Regions from separate parts of the Mus musculus genome. Here region 1 is linked to region 2. The links are chromatin contacts, called in public ChIA-PET maps. All regions are on one chromosome and are shown on one strand. Each heading gives the region's core, a stretch centred on a gene start, on an enhancer-like site or on the middle of the called end of the contact. The rest is flanking DNA. Distances are from core to core; before and after follow the strand shown. Region 1 has its middle 18 kb from the start of Gm36199. Region 2 has its middle 20 kb from the start of Gm26885.

Evidence for each region. ChIA-PET counts read pairs in DNA pulled down with a chosen protein or histone mark.
Region 1: an REV-ERBa ChIA-PET map of liver shows a contact between it and region 2, with 12 times the contacts expected there. The contact joins two enhancer-like sites. A contact is called at or near these places in 4 of 39 promoter capture datasets (the C10 cell line, embryonic stem cells, liver and 1 more), 3 of 15 datasets of contacts at CTCF or cohesin (the NIH/3T3 cell line and embryonic stem cells), 17 of 484 Hi-C or Micro-C datasets (CD4 single positive thymocytes, CD8 T cells, CD8 central memory T cells and 8 more), 16 of 115 datasets of contacts at active chromatin or transcription factors (CD8 T cells, the HPC-7 cell line, bone marrow-derived macrophages and 8 more) and 4 of 9 other capture datasets (adipose tissue, embryonic stem cells, liver and 1 more).

Annotation. Positions count from the first base shown.
Region 1 is chr17:29,415,030-29,419,116 of GRCm38.p6, reverse strand. No RefSeq gene overlaps it. Among named protein-coding and RNA genes, the nearest start is that of Gm36199, 18 kb to the left of the region's middle. Within about 2 kb of position 2,811, at least 115 of the 459 cell types and tissues checked have an H3K27ac peak or open chromatin away from gene starts, as enhancers often do. A contact at or near this core is called in liver, where this site is marked.
Region 2 is chr17:29,509,658-29,513,450 of GRCm38.p6, reverse strand. No RefSeq gene overlaps it. Among named protein-coding and RNA genes, the nearest start is that of Gm26885, 20 kb to the right of the region's middle. Within about 2 kb of position 2,535, at least 59 of the 459 cell types and tissues checked have an H3K27ac peak or open chromatin away from gene starts, as enhancers often do. A contact at or near this core is called in liver, where this site is marked.

The DNA of each region.
Region 1 (4,087 bases), core at 1,562-4,061, 95 kb after region 2:
TAAGAGCATCCATTTCTCTAGTCCTTCCTCCCCCTCCTTAACAGGAGGCAAGGAGCACACTCCAAAAACTGGGAGTGGCTTCCATATCCTCTTGTCTGTAGAATCCATAGGAGTGGACTCTCTACTCTCAGCCAAAATGCCTGCTCTTGGGATATGGAGGGAATGCTGACTCAGCAGTTCAGCACACTGTGGGCTCTTGAAGAGGAACCAGGTCTGATTCCCAGCGCCTTCATGGTGGCTCACAACTATCCATAACTCTAGTACCAGGGCACCCACTGCCCCTTTCTGACCTCTGTGGCCACATGGTACACATATGTACACACACATTCAGGCAAAGCATTCCTACACATTAAATAAACAGATCTAAACCGCACAACACTAACGAGCAGAAAGGAAGCCAACCCAGATGCTTCCTAGCCTGAGCAACGGTTACACTGTTTCCTTTTTTCTTTTGAGACACAATCTTGTGTATCCCAGGCTAGCCTTAAACTTGCTGCAGAGCCAGGGGTGACCTTGAAGTTCTATTCTCCTGCCTCCGCCACCCAAGTACTGGGATTAGTTGGATATATTTTTATTACATTTTGTCTTAGTTAAGGTCTCTATTGCCTGTGATAAAACGCTAAGACCAAAAGCAAGGTGGGAGGAAAGGGTTCCCTTGGCTGACCCTCAGCCACAGCCCTCAGGGGCAATCAAGGCAAACCAAGACCAGAACCTGGCCTAGGAACCAAAGCAGAGGCCTTCGAGGGGCGCTGTTTACTGACTTGCTCCCCACAGCTTGCTCAGTCTGCGTTCTGATACAACCAAGGACCACCTGCTCAGGGTGGTGTCTCCAAGAGTGGGCTGAGCCCTCTCACACCAATTAATCACCACATGCTAATCTGATGGGGGCATTATGTCAATTAAGAAGAGTCCCTCTTCCCAGGACTGGAGAGATGGCTCACTGGTTAAGGGCACTGGCTACTCTTTTAGAGGACCCAGGTTCAATCCCCCCCCCCCATATAGCAGCTCACAACTGTCTATAATTTCAGTTCCAGGGGCTCTGACACTCTCCTCACACATACATGCAGGCAAAAACCAATGCACAGAAAATAAAGAAAAAAGGATTTCCTCTTCCCAGATATATCTAGGTTTGCATCAAATTGACACAAACAATTGCATTTATTTATTTATTTATTATTTTATATATTATGTGCTGTGTGGGGACACCTGCATGCCATGGTTACACATTTTAGGAGTTGGCTAAACAGTTTAGGAGTTGGTCCTCCTTCTACCACATGGGTCCTGAGGACTGAATCCAGGGGTCAGGCTTGGTGACAAGTGCCTTTCTTACTCTCTGGAGCCAGCTCCCTCGTCAGAAGCAGACTTGCTCATGTATGTTCGTGTGTAAGGGAAGTCACCCAGTCCCTCCTGCCTGTGAACTTACTTATTTTGAGGTGATTTTCATGTATCCCAAGCATGTCTTTGAACTCCTGGTCCTCCTGACTGTGACTCCAAATTACCAATCATACAAGAATACTGTGTCACCGGGCAGTGGTGGTGCATGCCTTTCATCCTAGCACTTGGGAGGCAGAGGCAAGTGGATTTCTGAGTTCGAGGCCAGCCTGGTCTACAGAGTGAGTTCCAGGACAGCCAGGGCTACACAGAGGAACCCTGTCTCGGAAAACAAAACAAAACAAAACAAAACAAAACAAAACAAAACAATGAACAAACAAAAGAATACCATGTCATACCTGGGCATGGATGCTAGCAAACATGGTTGCCTAAGCTACATCACCAGCCTCCAACGATTGCATTTATCGGACTGTTTCCGTGCAAGCAAGAGGCTGCTCATCACAGTGCTGTTTGCAATAGAAACTCATGGAAGACAGTTCTAGTGTTCAGTGAAACAGCGTGTGCAATTGGCTCTGAGCACCCTGGGTGAATAATGCATGCCTTACTGTGTGAGTGTATGTGTGTGTGTGTGTGTGTGTGTGTGTGTGTGTGTGTGTGTGTGTGTGTGTGTGTGTGTGTAGCGCGCACCAGCATGATCACTGTGCTCATGGAGAGATGGAAGGAAGCCTTGTAAGACTTGATTCTTTTCTTCCACATAGTCACTAGGTGGCTCCTAGTCCACCTAGTGGAGGTGGGCGGGGCAGAGCTTGGACTCAGGTGGCAATAAGCACCTGTAGCAGCTCAGCTAATTGCCTGTCCTCTACCCCACAGAACCGCCCAGCTTCAACAGCCAGCCTCCTGCTTCAGCGGTCTCAGTCCATGAAACTGGAATTACAATTGTGTGTCACTGGGCCTGGCTTATATTGAGTTTTCTAAATTGTCTTTTATTTCTGGTTATGATTTCTCTGATTAGGGGGAAGGGGAAACAACTAATGAGAACACCCCAGTTGTTAGGGAAAAACTAGGGGACAGATGCAGGTTATTCCTGAGCAGGGAGGAGAGTGACCACACCCCCACACACTCCACCCCCCCCCCCATCCCCCAGCTAAAGCCAGGTCCTTATTAGGCAGAGCGGTCCTTCCCCAGCTCAGTTTCCATCAGGAGTCCTTCCCCAAGCAACTCTCCTCCCCTTTTCACCGCGTGGCCAGCTGCAGCCCGCTCTCTCCTGGGGCCTCCCTTCTCCTTGGTAGCAGCGGCCCAGGCCAGGCTGCACATATGTACCTCGTTAGAGGCGGCCAGCACCAAAGCCGGCACATCTGGCTGCGGCGAGACAAAGTGCACTGCGGGGCAGCGAAGGGGAAGGTGCACGTCAGGACAGGGCCGCCGGGGCCGCTGACATCTGGACGGTGGAGGGTGGCCGGTGACCGGCTGCAGGCGTTGTGCTAGCCAACCTGGCCCAGGTCCCTCAGGGCGGCAGCGCTGAACTGTTGCTGGCTGGCCTTCCCCACCTGCAGGCTTTGGAGGCTGAACCTTGCAAAGGATGGAGGGGGCGGGCACTCTGCTGCTTGCGGAGGCTTGAGCCAGGGGATCTACTGTGAGAACAGGAGAGGAACATCGACTACCCAGCTTATGGTGGCCAGGCCCTGTGGCTGCAGGCAGCTGTGGGTCTCTCCTGGACTCCAGGACATCTGCAGGCCCCAGGTTGTATCACATGTCAGCTTCAGGGCCTGAGAAGCTCCGGGTTAGCCACCTGCGGGTTCCTGCCTTCTGGCTGCAGCAGCTGCTCCTAAGGTCCTCTCTGAAGTTGGCCGGAGATGAAAGTCACTGACCAACCAATGAAAGGCCAGAAAGCAACAGCCCAGTCCCAGCCCTTCCCAGCAGCCTTGGTCCACACTAAGTCTCTCCTGGAAGGGACCCCATTATCGTGGGAACGGCCAGTCCTGCTAGCCTATAATCCCCATTTCCCATCCCCATCCCCGTCCTGGTTCACTGCTGTGGGCAGAAGTGGCTATCCTAGAAAGAAGATACAGGGTTAGGGGCAGCCATTAGGATAGAAGCTCAGAGATGAGAGCATCCAGTGAGAGGGCTCAGACTCTTGACTATAAAACAGAATCCCAGACCTTCTCTGAGACAGGATCTCATGTAACTCAGGCTGCCCTTGGACTCACTGTGTAGCCCAGGTTACCCCTGAATTCCTGATCCTCCCTGCCTCCACCTCCCAAGTGCTGAGACTACAGGCACATGCCACTATATCTAGTTTTAGGGTGGAACTTCTTACACAAATAATCTAAGAAGGGGCTGGAGAGATGGCTCCAGGATTAAGAGCACTGGCTGCTCTTCCAAGCCACTTGGGTTCCATTGCCAGCACCCACACAGTGGTGGACATCCATCTGTCCCAGAGGATCCAACACCCTCTTCTTGGTCTTTATGGAGGTAAAAAGATCAGAAGTTCAAGGACATCCTGGGCTTCTGAGATACATAAGACTGTCTTAAAAAATAGACATTAATAAATATATAATCTGTAACAGAGATATAATGTTATTACATACATAACAGGAGGTATTGTTTTATACTTTTGGGAATAATCTTGTCTTTTGAGATGGGGTCTTATGTTGCCCTGGCTGGCCTGGAACTTACTGTTTAGACCAGGCTAACTTCAAACTCAGAGAGATCCACGTGCCTCTGCCTCCTGAGGGCTAGAATTAAAGGCATGGAC
Region 2 (3,793 bases), core at 1,286-3,785:
TAGGGAGGCCCTCCCACTTCTACTCCTGACCTCTCCAGCCCCACCCCATCTCCGCAGCCTGTCACAGGTGGCTACCCCCTCTTCGGCCAACAAGTGTCGCTCTTGGCTCACGGACTCCAATCTAGCTGGCTCCTGCTTCTTCCCTTTCTACCACCCTTCCTCCCCTGGCTTCAGTCCCCAGGCCTCAGTCCCACCTCCCCTGGGCTTCACTCTGCACTGATGACCCAAGCCCTCCCCCATCCCTTCGGTTTTGACCTCTCTGAAATCCACTTTGTTTATGTAACTGCTTCCACTAAGACCGGTCCACCGGTCACGGAGCTCAGCAAGAGCAGGTCAGTACCTATGCCCTGGGAACAAACAGAGCCTAGCAAAGAGATAAGCGGTCGCTTACAAGGTGAGGGTCAGAGGAGAGAATCGATTCCCACAGGTTGCCCTCTGACCCCAGCCCTCTCACGGTGGATGGCCAGCCCACATCCATACATTCGCACTCATGAGTAAATGAGTGTAATTTTATCTTTTTTGTTTGGTTGGTTGGTTTTTGGTTTTTCGAGACAGGGTTTCTCTGTATAGCTCTGGCTGTCCTGGAACTCACTCTGTAGACCAGGCTGGTCTCGAACTCAGAAATTCACCTGCCTCTGCCTCCAGAGTGCTGGGATTAAAGGCGTGCACCACCACGCCCAGCCGTAATTTTACATTTTAATGCAAAGTCTATTTATGAGGCTTACTGTTGGGGACGGGTATAGTGGCACAGGCCTTTCACTCTAGGGCTCAAGCCACAAAGGTAGGTCAGCCTGATCCCCATGGAGAGTTCGGGGACAGCCAGGACTACACAGAGACCCAGACTCAAAACAAATGAACGCGCTTGTCTACTCCAAGGATCTGACGCTGCTGCCGTCTGGCTTTGAAAGGTACCCGAGCTCGAGCACACATGTGCACATGCAGACACACACATAATTTACAATTTAAAAAAGGGAGCTAGAGAGGTGGCTCAGCGGTTAAGAGCACTTACTGCTCTTCCAGAGGCCCTGAGTTCAAATCCCAGCAACCGCATGGTGGCTCACAACCATCTCTAATGAGTTCTAATGCCCTCTTCTAGTGTGTCTGAGAAGAGCTACAGTGTACTCACATACATAAAATAAGTAAATCTTTAAAATAAAATAAAATAAGTCACTGGATGGTGACTTATTTTAAGTCACTTTTAATATTAAGCACTTGGGAGGCAGAGGCAGGCAGATCTCTGAGTTGGAGGCCAGCCTGGTCTACAGAGAAAGTTCCAGGACAGCCAGGGCTACACAGAGAGACCCTGTCTCCAAAGTAAATAAATAATAAATAAATAAATAAATAAATAGATAAATTAGTCTTGACTAGGTTGGAGCCCCTGCCTTTAATTCCAGGGCTCTAGAATTAGAAGCACACCCAGGGCCTTTTTGCAGTCAAAGCCAGCCCATTCTACATAGTTTCAGGCCAGCCAAGCTATACAGTGTAACCCTGTCATTCATATATATATGTATATGTATATATATATATGAATGACATCTCTTTGTTTGCTAGGAAGAACTAGTGTGCTGCGGAGCACATATGGAAATCTCCTTCCACCACACAAGTTCCAGGATTGACCACAAGTATCTTTATCCACTAAGCTCTCACCACCTGAAAAGCTCTTGTTAACACCGTATAGACTTCAGTGCTGGTGGTACCAAGACAGAGCCCCAGAGTTGGTAGTCTCCCTACAGAGAGGTTCCTTTGGCTGGGAACTTATAGTTAGATCTCAAACCCAGGACAAATGACTACCAGAGGTGCCTATTTAACATAGCAAAGCAACCCTGGCCCCAGGTTCTCCCAGCATCCCTCAGTCCCTGCCTGTTACAGGGCATGGCTGGCATACCCTAAATTTCTCCAGCCCAGAGGCTGGGGTGTTCTTCCCCAGCTGCCTTCCCTAGATAGCGCAGCCATTTTGGAAACTTGGCCTTACTCTTCCAGCCCTCTGTTCCCCTTTGCTCCCCTCTCCTCCCAGGGCCAGGTCTTGTTCACTCTGGACTCTCCAGGACTTCCCAGCTGCTGGCTCTCTCCCTCGCATCTACAATAAACCTCCTCTTCCACCATACCTACGAACACTGGTATCTTCTTTATTTTTTATTTTCTTTTTAAAGATTTATTTATTTATTTTATGTATATTAGTACACCATTGCTCTCTTCAGACACAGCAGAAGAGGGCATCGGGTCCCATTACAGATGGTTGTGAGCCTCCATGTGGTTGCTGGGAATTGAACTCAGGACCTCTGGATGATCAGTCAGTGCTCTTAACCGCTGAGCTAATCTCTTCAGTCTTATTTTCAATTTTTCATTCACTAATGTTCGCAAACATCAGTCCCCAAGTAGTTGGATCCTACCAATAACCAGAAAGCGACTTAGAAGGCACTTCCTCTCAGAGTCAGCTGGCCAGAGAGTCGACCTCAGGTGAGAGGGCCTGGGTTCTCACAGGAACTAAGGCACACTAACCACAAACGGTCTTAACTTCTGACCTCAAGGGTCATTCCCTCTCCGCCTGTCGCTCACACCAGGAGTTCCAAGGTCACTGAGCTAAGTGAAGCGCAGCCCTGCACGTTCTGATGTGACATCAATGACAGTTACCTCATCTGTCTTCCTCTTCTCCTTTTCTTTTTTTTCAGGAACTTGAAGATAGCTCAGGTAGACTGACATCCTTGACCCCTGACTGCTGCGTGTTATGACCTGTGGGTGACCTTTGACTCTGGCTAACCAAACCTCCACCCTTACTTCTAGCACGCTAAAAGCCCACACTTCCTACCAAGAGCAGTGAAGTTGGTTTACCATGTACAGACCAAAAGCTACCTTAGTTTCCCTCCACCTCCAACCACCCTGCTCCATTCCACAAATCCTCTAAATGCTAGGAAGAAATAAATAAATAAATTCTAGGCGGCTGGGTGGTGGTCCTGTACACCTTTAATCCCAGCACTGGGGAGGCAGAGGCAGGTGGAGTTCTGTGTGTTTGAGGCCAGCCTCGTTATCAGTGTGAGTTTCAGGACAGCCAGGGCTACACAGAGAAACCCTGTGCTGGAAAAAAAAAAAAGTTCTAGGCTACCCTAGGATACATGAGACTCTGTCTCCAAACAAACAAGAGCCCAAGAATAGTGGCTGTCTAGTGCCTTTAATCCTAGCACTTGGATGAAAACAGATCTCTATGAATCTATTGCCTGGTCTACAGAGCGAGTTCCAGGCCAGCCAGCCAGTGAGACCCTGTCTCAAAAACCCAAACAACAAAGCCCCCTTAAGTGTCTTGGCAGAGGCTTGTCTGTAGGGTGCTTAGGGTACACAGAACAAACCAGTCAGGAGCTGCATCTGCAATAGCCTAAGCAAGGCAGGGTGATGAGGGGATGGGGCCTGGGGTAGAGGCAGTGGCTGGTGAGGAATCCGGAACTAGGATGGATAGAATTTATTAAGAGGAAGGCTACAGGCTGGGAGAGAACCCAGAGGTGCTGGGGTGGGGTGGACTTATAGGAAACAGGAGTGCAGAAGGGCTTTGTGAGAAGTTAGGAGTTAGCCCAGAGATGTGCAAGTGGAACCACCTTATAAGAACCAGGAGTGTAGAGGGGCTGGAGAGGTGGCTCAGTGGTTAAGAGCACTGACTGCTCTTCTGAAGGTTCTGAGTTCAAATCCCAAGCAACCACATGGTGGCTCACAACCATCTTTACTTATTTATTATAATAAATAAATCTTTGGGCCAGAGCACTCAGGGACTGAGAGGACAAGCAGAGGTCCTAAATTCCCCAGCAAC